2 separate regions of the Rattus norvegicus genome follow, and region 2 is linked to region 1. Evidence: chromatin contacts called from public Hi-C data. All regions are on one chromosome and are shown on one strand. The core of a region is the stretch at or near the end of the contact, and the rest is flanking DNA. Distances in the headings are between cores, read along the strand shown. Region 1 holds the start of Ppfibp2 (PPFIA binding protein 2). Region 2 overlaps Ppfibp2 (PPFIA binding protein 2).

Region 1 (3,897 bases), core at 397-2,896:
ATGTTGGGATTCCATAGTTCTGCAAGACATACCTGTCTCAAACAGTATACCCTTGGTACACAGAATCCCTAGAGGGAGAATATTTCTTTTAGGTGAAATTTGTTCTTTGCTACTTTTCCTAACAGCATGCGGGCCTGGGAACACCTTTCATGTGTGTTTTTCAGTTCCGTTCTGGTTGGATTTAAATGAAGATCAATGGTGTCTCCATGCCCCATAGCAGTGGTTATTATATTGCTACACATTAGAATCACCAGGGGAACGTTAAGAATCTTAATATCCAGGCTATCCTCTCAAATGCCATCAAATCAGACCCTCTGGAGTTGGGAGGAAAACATCCATAATGTTAAAGCCCCTTCCCAAACTGCACATAAGCTTGAGAAAGCCAATTTCATAAAACAGTTTACAAAATAATTGTATAGTTCTGAGAAAATGCTAGCAGTTTCTGGGGGCCTGGGGAAAGAAACTGCCCCTGCATCCCCAGGCTACCGGTGGGATTTGGAACTGCCCACATGTGAACTTATGTGAACTGCGCAGGCTCTGTCTCCAAAAGCCTCTCTGCCGCTATTTTAAGGAAGTGAAAGAACCGAAGGGCGTCCTGCTGTGACACATGTCTCCCTGGGCCCCAGTCTTCCTCTACTGGCTTGCCTTTACTCTGCTGCTAGTCATGTCCCCGCAGTGCTCACACACCTGTTTTTTACAGTGTTTATGTTCTGTTCATGTGTGTAAGCCTCTAGCCATACCAGTAATTTTAGACTAATTAAAAAAAAAAAAGATGTGTCCTGTAGTGTCTGTCAACACTCCAGGTGCAAGCAACTGGAGTCCAGCTTAGTAGTGACTCCTGCCAGAGTCCCTGTGTTTCTGCCATCTGAGGCACTGGAGATTTTAAGCAGATAAGCTGAGCAACCGGTCCTTGGAGGCCCGGGTAGGGCAAGCATCTGTGATAAAACCGAAGGCCTTATGCACGCTCGAGGTAGGTGCTAGGACTTGGTCTCCAGGTTTTTTGTTTGTTTGTTTTTGTTTTTGTTTTGTTTTGTTTTGTTTTGCATTTATACCTGACCTTGCAGGGCACAGATAGTGTTCTGTCTTTAGTTATTCACAAGACTGAACACCAGAGCTTTAACCACTAGAGGGACCTCCAGGAAGGTCGGGGGAGGGGTGGGGGAGGTGCAGGTTGAGCTTAGACAGACCTAAGGTTGACACTGGGGGTGGTCTGGGAATGATGCAGCTTTTAATCTCAATGGGATCACACAAGGCCCGGTGCGTGTGCGTGTGCGTGTGTGCGTCGCGCGCTCCTCTCAGCAATTCTTTGCACGCTTTCCTCGTTCTGCTGACTGATTACAAAAGCTCTGGAGACCTGAGCACAGTGGGACACAAGGAAAGTGCCTAGGGGCCTTTCTGAGGCCAGAAGGGTGCTAAGAGTACGAGGTGCAACCAGTGGGTTGGACCCAGAGAGGGGCGTGGTCTTTCGGGAGGGGTGGGGTTTGAGCCAGCACGCGAGTACTGTCTGGGGGCGGAGCTAACCAGGCAAGTCCCTGTGGAACTGGAACTGTGGCTCTTGGGTGCTCGCTGGCCACCGCGGTGCGCGAGAAGGAGGAGGGGTGGCAAAGGGGCGGTCCTAGGGGAAGGCCCCAGCAGCTAGAGAGCCACACTCCCGGACGAGCCTCTCTGGGGTCCCCGCCCCCGTCACGTGGGTGCCGGACCCGGTTGGTGCTGGCGGGTCAGCCACTTAGTTGGCAGTTGGTTCTTGGGCCGGTGGCCTGTCACTTGGTTCTCGGCTCTTATGTTGGAAAGAGTAAGGGGCACACCGGAGCGACCTGCATACCTGAGCCTCCGAGAGAGAAGCTGCGCTCTTCCTCCAGGTTAGTGGGCTCTTCCTGCCTCGCATCACCGCTATCCCGGGAACTGAGTACCCCCAGATCCAAGGACTACCTGGGGGTCCGTGGTCCTTTAGACCTCCGAACGTTTTAAGACTTGGGTACCCACTTATTTATCTGGGAAACTGAGAAAACGGAGTAACTCCCGTGGATTTGCTTGAGTTCTCTCCCCGACCCTGCTCCGGATTTGCCACCAGCCCCGCTCTTCTACAGGTGGCAGAGTGGGATACTGGGGTGTTCCGATATTTCAGAGTTTCGGGCGATTTTGTCCCAGCCTTGTGTCTCGTGAAAGTAGCAGCGGCGTCAACCGGGAGAGCCCAAGGTGGGTTCCAGAGCCCAAGGTGGGTTCCATAGACCCATGGTCTGGAGCGCCTTGGCCAGGAACAGTTCTGTGCACTAACTGCTAAATGCAACACGCTTCCCAAAGGCTCCAGGCAGGATTAGGGTGTGGGGATGCTTCTGTTTTTAAAAGTGGGTCCTCCTCCTTTCTCCCTTCCTCCCTCCATTCGGACACCAGACCCATACTTTTCCCTCCTATTAAAATAAGGTTGTTATGTTTAAAAAGCAGAACTTCCAAGGTTCCGGTAGGATTCAAATAGGCATTCAGTTCTTTCTTTTAGAGCATTGAGATATTTGATATAGATTACTCTTCCTCTTTATATTTTGTTTTTATTCCTGGTTGTCTTCGTTTCTCTTGGTCCTTAACTGATTATACTGTAGATTGTAGTGCTTATAAGATGACCGTGTATTTTAAGTTAAATGCTCAACTACAGGAAGGAAGTCAACCACAGACCTAATTAATCTTCAGTCTTAGATTACTATTGGCATATTAAAATGTTATCCGATTAGAAATTATTTCTTTCTTCACCAGCCCATTTGTATGCGTATTTAAGTGACTTTAAAGTGGACTATCGTTAAGTCTTTTGTTGTTATTTTCACTTGGGATTTTATTTAAGGCTGATGGTGATGGGGACTGGTGATCTAATTTAGATCCTTGCGAATGCTAGGCAAGTGCTCTACCGCTGAGCAACAACACTCTGCCCTCACATAGAATATTAGTGGTATTACTTTGAGACTCCATGATGTGTCAATTTTAGTTTATTGTTACCGATGTCTGTGTTTTGATAACTAAGGCAGATGTGCGAAGCAGGTGAATAACATAAGAGATACATGTAAGAGGTAAAGGTAGCTGAAGGTTGGAACAAACTTACAGAAATTCTAGTTTTCTTGTTTTTTTTTTTTTTTTTCCCCACCAAAATAAGGAAAATCTGGGAAAGCTTTAAAACGGTCTATATGAGGGATCTCACAAGAAGATGTTAGGGGAGAACCTGGGCCATGGAGAGGTCTATAAGGCAAACTCAGTCAATCACTAAGAAATGGCTACTGGTCCTTCTTGGTTCCTGGCCTGACTAGTAGATAAAGCAAAATAACAACAACAAAAAATAAATAAAGCCAATGGTCCCAGATGGCCCAAGGCCAGGGACATCCATGTATGAGAGAGATATTGAGCAGAGACTGACTTGTGGTCAACTGAGGTTATCAAAGTTAGAGTCCTTGAACTTTGACCTTTCCAACCCCCAGCCTGACAGAAATCTAGTAAACATTTGTGGAGAGAAGGGTCAGCTGACATTTTAGAGCAGTGTGCTTCAGCCACAAGCTTGAGAATCACCTGATGCTCTTCCAATGTGGACTTTGACGCTGTGGGTCAGGGGTGAAGTCTGCCATTCTGCATTTCTAACCCATTTCTCTCCTGCTTGTATCAATAATTGATAGTGATGTATAAACTCTCCGAAGGCCTCAGAATTATCCCGGGGAGTTTTGCAACTCTTCAGGTTAAGTAGGTCCCAGGCTTGTTCAGAGTTCTCTAGGTGTTTCTCATAACAGCCAGCTGGGATCGGCTATTGGACTGGGTAGTGCTTGGAGGACCATGGCTGGAAGGCCAGTTAGGAGACTGGGAGGTCAATTCAGGTAAATGTGAAGAGAGTGAAGACAGAAGAGACTAGAAATACCAGGCCAGAGAAGG
Region 2 (3,897 bases), core at 645-3,144, 130 kb after region 1:
CCACAGCATCTCCTTCCTGTGGGGCTGTGCTTAAACTAAAGCTTTTTATGGCGGAGTGTTCCTTGTGTTCTGAGTTCCTCAGACTAAGTACTCCCGACTTGGTCTCCTGTGGAATGAGTCGGTCTCTCCCATTCCCAAAACTCTAGAATTAAGTCCTTCCAGCCCTCTGTAAGTGCTTTCTTCTCAGAGCTATACATTGTCTTCCCCTGTGAGTGGGTCACCAGCCTTCACACCACTCAGTTCGTGGTGGATTCTTTAAATTGTGCCCTGGGCATGATATTCTAGATGCAGCCCGTGGTGTACTTTTCTGTATCTAGGGTCTGTTTCTCTTGATTGCTGTCCCCTTGGACCTGATCTGTTATATTTCCTATTCTTCTGTTTGTCTGCTGAAAGCTGTTTACTGGGCTCTGTGCTTATTATTCTTCAGCTAACCTAGGGGAGGAATTGTTATTCACCTGCTAGAAATGAGCAAACAGAGGGTTTGAGAGGTTACACAGAAAGGGCTTTCCCTGAGTCATTCTGGCCAGAAGCTTAGCCCTCTCTGAGCTAGTAGGCCACCCTTTTGTTCTGATTTAGAGCAGCTGGGTGGCAGGTTCTGCCCTGCTCTTTGGCTCCCCACAGTTGGAGTTATTCTTGAGGCTAGGGAACAATTGGGGTCAGGTATTCCTGTCTCCTTCTTGTCCTGCCTTGACGTCCCATTCCTTTCTCCACAGTGAGTCATTCCCTCAGCTTTGTTTCTTGGCTGAAGCAGAGCTCAGAGAGCCCACTCCATTGCACTCTGTTCCTTATTGGTCTGGGCCTTCAATCATCCTTGGGTTAGGGCATGTTCAGTCTGTACCTAAACTCTTCAGAGACCTCTAGATGGCCATGGTCAGGGTCTTTCTGTTGTCCTGGCTTTATACTGGGGAATCGTATGTGATCACTGAACAAAAAACCCTTTTGAGAATCCTTCCCTCTTTGTATTTCTTATGGAAGATGGAACTTGGTGTCTGGTCCTTTGGTTCTCTAAACTTAAAACAAAGCCCAACTATTTTATTGTGTTTGTGTGAGCACATGTGTTAGAGGTCTACTTAAGGTGCTCATTTTTCATCTTATTCCTCACTGAAGGAGGACCTCTGTTGTTGCCCCTGTAGCTGCATTCCTCACTGCAGGCTGGCTGACCTCATCACAGGCTAGTTGACCTCACTGAGGGCTGACCTCATTGAGGGCTTGATGACATCATCACAGGCTAGTTGACCTCACCATGGGCTAGTTGACTTCGCTACTGGCTAGATGGCCTCACTGCAGATTGGCTGACCTCACCATCAGCTAGCTGACCTCATTACAGGCTAGATGACCTCACTGCAGACTAACTGACCTCACTGTGGGCTAGCTGACGTCACCATTGACTAGATTACCTCACTTAGGGCTAGCTGACTTTACTTCAGGCTAGTTGACCTCACTGTTGGCTAGATGACTTCACCATAAGCTAGCTGACCTCACTGCAGGCTAGCTGAACTCACTGTGGACTCGCTGACCTCACTGTGAAGTAGATGACCTTCAAGCTTCTGGGTGATTCTTCTCTCTCTTCCTCATCCCATTATAGGAGTGCTGGGTCTATAAATGTATGCCGTCACATCTGGCTTTTTAATGGGTTCCAGGAATTGAACTTGGGTCATTAGGATTGGATAGTTAGTGCATTTATCTGCAGAGCACTCTCCCCAGCCTACAAATCTCTTAACTGTTTTGACTATTCTTTTCCCATGGTCTAAATCTGACTGAGTATTAGAATAATCCAAGAGGCCTGTTTAAAAGTACTTGAAGTGGATTCATTTTCAGAGGGACTGATTCACAGGGCTAGGGAGGAGCCCATTAGTTGGTGTTGTTTTCATAGTGCCCTGGGTGAGTGTAAAGCAGCTGCCAGTAGATGAGCTGGCACTGGGAAGCTGCTGGGCTGGTTCACATGTCTGATCATGCCTGACCTCTCTGCCTTGCAGGCCATCACAAGCTTAAAGATGTCATGACTTTCATTTCTGGACATTCTGACATGTCTATTCATGGACCAGGTTTCTTTAACACTCTCATTTCTCTCCAGACTTCTCATTTCTAAATTCTTATGTGGAGGCTCTTGCCAATGTGCAGTAAATGAACTGAATTTCAAACGGCTCCTAGGACATGGAAGCATACTGAATTCAGAAATGTACTACACGCTCTTGCTCCTGCTTCCTCTTGCTTTCTCTTGTCCCTTTGTCCCTTCTCTCCCCATTCCCTTCTCCCTCTCTCCAGGTGCTCATGGCCGGCCTCTACTCTTCTATTTCTCTGCTCTCTTTCTCTGCCCTACTACCCTCTTAACTCCCCTCCCCCTGCCCTGAATAAACTCTATTCTGTACTAAAAAAAAAAAAAAAAAAGAAATGTACTACACACCTGACTTTCAGTGAATGAAGCTTCTGAAGCTGTCTTGGTCTTGGCAGTCATCCAGCCCCATTCTGACTTTCCAGTTTTAAGATTGGTTCTGCCTCTCATATTACTCTTCTTCTGGGTCCAATCAAGTGATCTCTTGGTGATGTTGTCTTATTTTCTTTTAATGCTCACACTTGCAATGTGTTCTATATGTTTTTGTTGGGTTTGTAGTGTTAGTGATCTTTATATACTTCTTAGCAAAATAAAATAAACGCTAGTCTTTCTTCTTAAAATCAGCTGGCTTTATTGGGATTTCTTTTTAGCCAGAATCTAGCCATGGTGCTTATTGAATCTAAGTGGTACCTCAAAGGGGATGGTTCTAAGTTCCTATAGACTCTATTATCACTGCTGTAACATGGCTATGCTCATGGCTAAGCCCTTGCAGAGATCTGCCTTGGTCTGGTCTGAGTAAGGGTCTTACTTAACAAAAAGACTTTTGTAACCACAGAAAAACACAAATACGGAGAGATCAGAGAAACTTGGACCATACTCCTCTTGCTTTCCTATCCCTTGGGATCAAGCAAAACTGTGGCTTGTGTTTTTGAAGAGCCTGGGTAGAGGTCAGGACTGTGAATTCAGTGAACCTTTAACTAACATGGGACAAAGGTTACAGGGCTCCTTTTCTGAGAGTAGTTATAGTCATCTCTAGATTTGGGCTTGATCCCTTCTCTATCTCACTGTATGGATAGATCGTTACCTTTCTTCTAGACCAGGAGAAAGGATCTTTGAGTCAACCTAAGTGAAAAGCAATTCTTGAAGAAGGGGTTTATGCACATAAAGATTTCCTAACTGGTTTGAGCTAGAGTATGAGGGTTAATTTGACACCCCTGCCCCCTCTCTCTTTTCAATAGGACAGCTCTTTCCTAGCAGAGCAGAAATACCCCACGTTACCTGGGAAGCTCTCAGGAGCCACACCCAATGGAGAAGCTGCCAAATCTCCTCCTACTGCCTCCCTCCAGCCTGACTCTTCAGGGAGCAGCCAGCCAAAGCTGAGTGAGTATCTAGCCCTTGGGTTGGTGGCCTCAGGAGCAGTGTCCTTAACAGTCACTAAGCTGACAATATATATACTCCAAAGTTGAGAGTATTTTCCTAGCAAATGTGGCCAGCAGCAGATGGTTTGATGTGGTCCAAGAGGTCCTCTTTTGGTGTTCACAGAGTTCTCCTTACTTACCCCAAACTCCTCTACCTGGCTATTCCCCCTGGGCCATGCTTTAGTTCTTGAAACTCAATGCTGCCCTATATTTTCATTGCTCTAGATAAATCCTTAAGTAACTGTGTTCAGTTATACTCAGACTGCTTCAGGTCATTGTAGTATGAGTCCTGGTATCTGCACAGGGACTGGCTCTGCTTTAGAGTGCTCCCCACTCTCATTGCTGATCCTCCTTCTCTGCCTGTGGATATCCAAGCTTGTGAGAAAGTGGCACCAGAATCCTTTGGCCTGATGCCTCCTCTCACCA

What was found. Hi-C and Micro-C count contacts between places; a contact is called where the count stands out from the background.
Region 2: a contact with region 1 is called in a Hi-C map of liver, with 2.3 times the contacts expected there. The contact joins the enhancer-like site here to the promoter of Ppfibp2 in region 1. A contact is called at or near these places in 2 of 12 Hi-C or Micro-C datasets (liver and prefrontal cortex).

The regions. Positions count from the first base shown.
Region 1 is chr1:170,915,003-170,918,899 of GRCr8, forward strand. It overlaps Ppfibp2 (PPFIA binding protein 2), which reads left to right and starts at 1,647. Exons shown (of 24, transcript NM_001100582.1): 1 at 1,647-1,859.
Region 2 is chr1:171,044,492-171,048,388 of GRCr8, forward strand. It overlaps Ppfibp2 (PPFIA binding protein 2), which reads left to right. Exons shown (of 24, transcript NM_001100582.1): 15 at 3,292-3,433. Among named protein-coding and RNA genes, the nearest start is that of Cyb5r2, 29 kb to the right of the region's middle. Within about 2 kb of position 1,895, at least 15 of the 93 cell types and tissues checked have an H3K27ac peak or open chromatin away from gene starts, as enhancers often do. A contact at or near this core is called in liver, where this site is marked.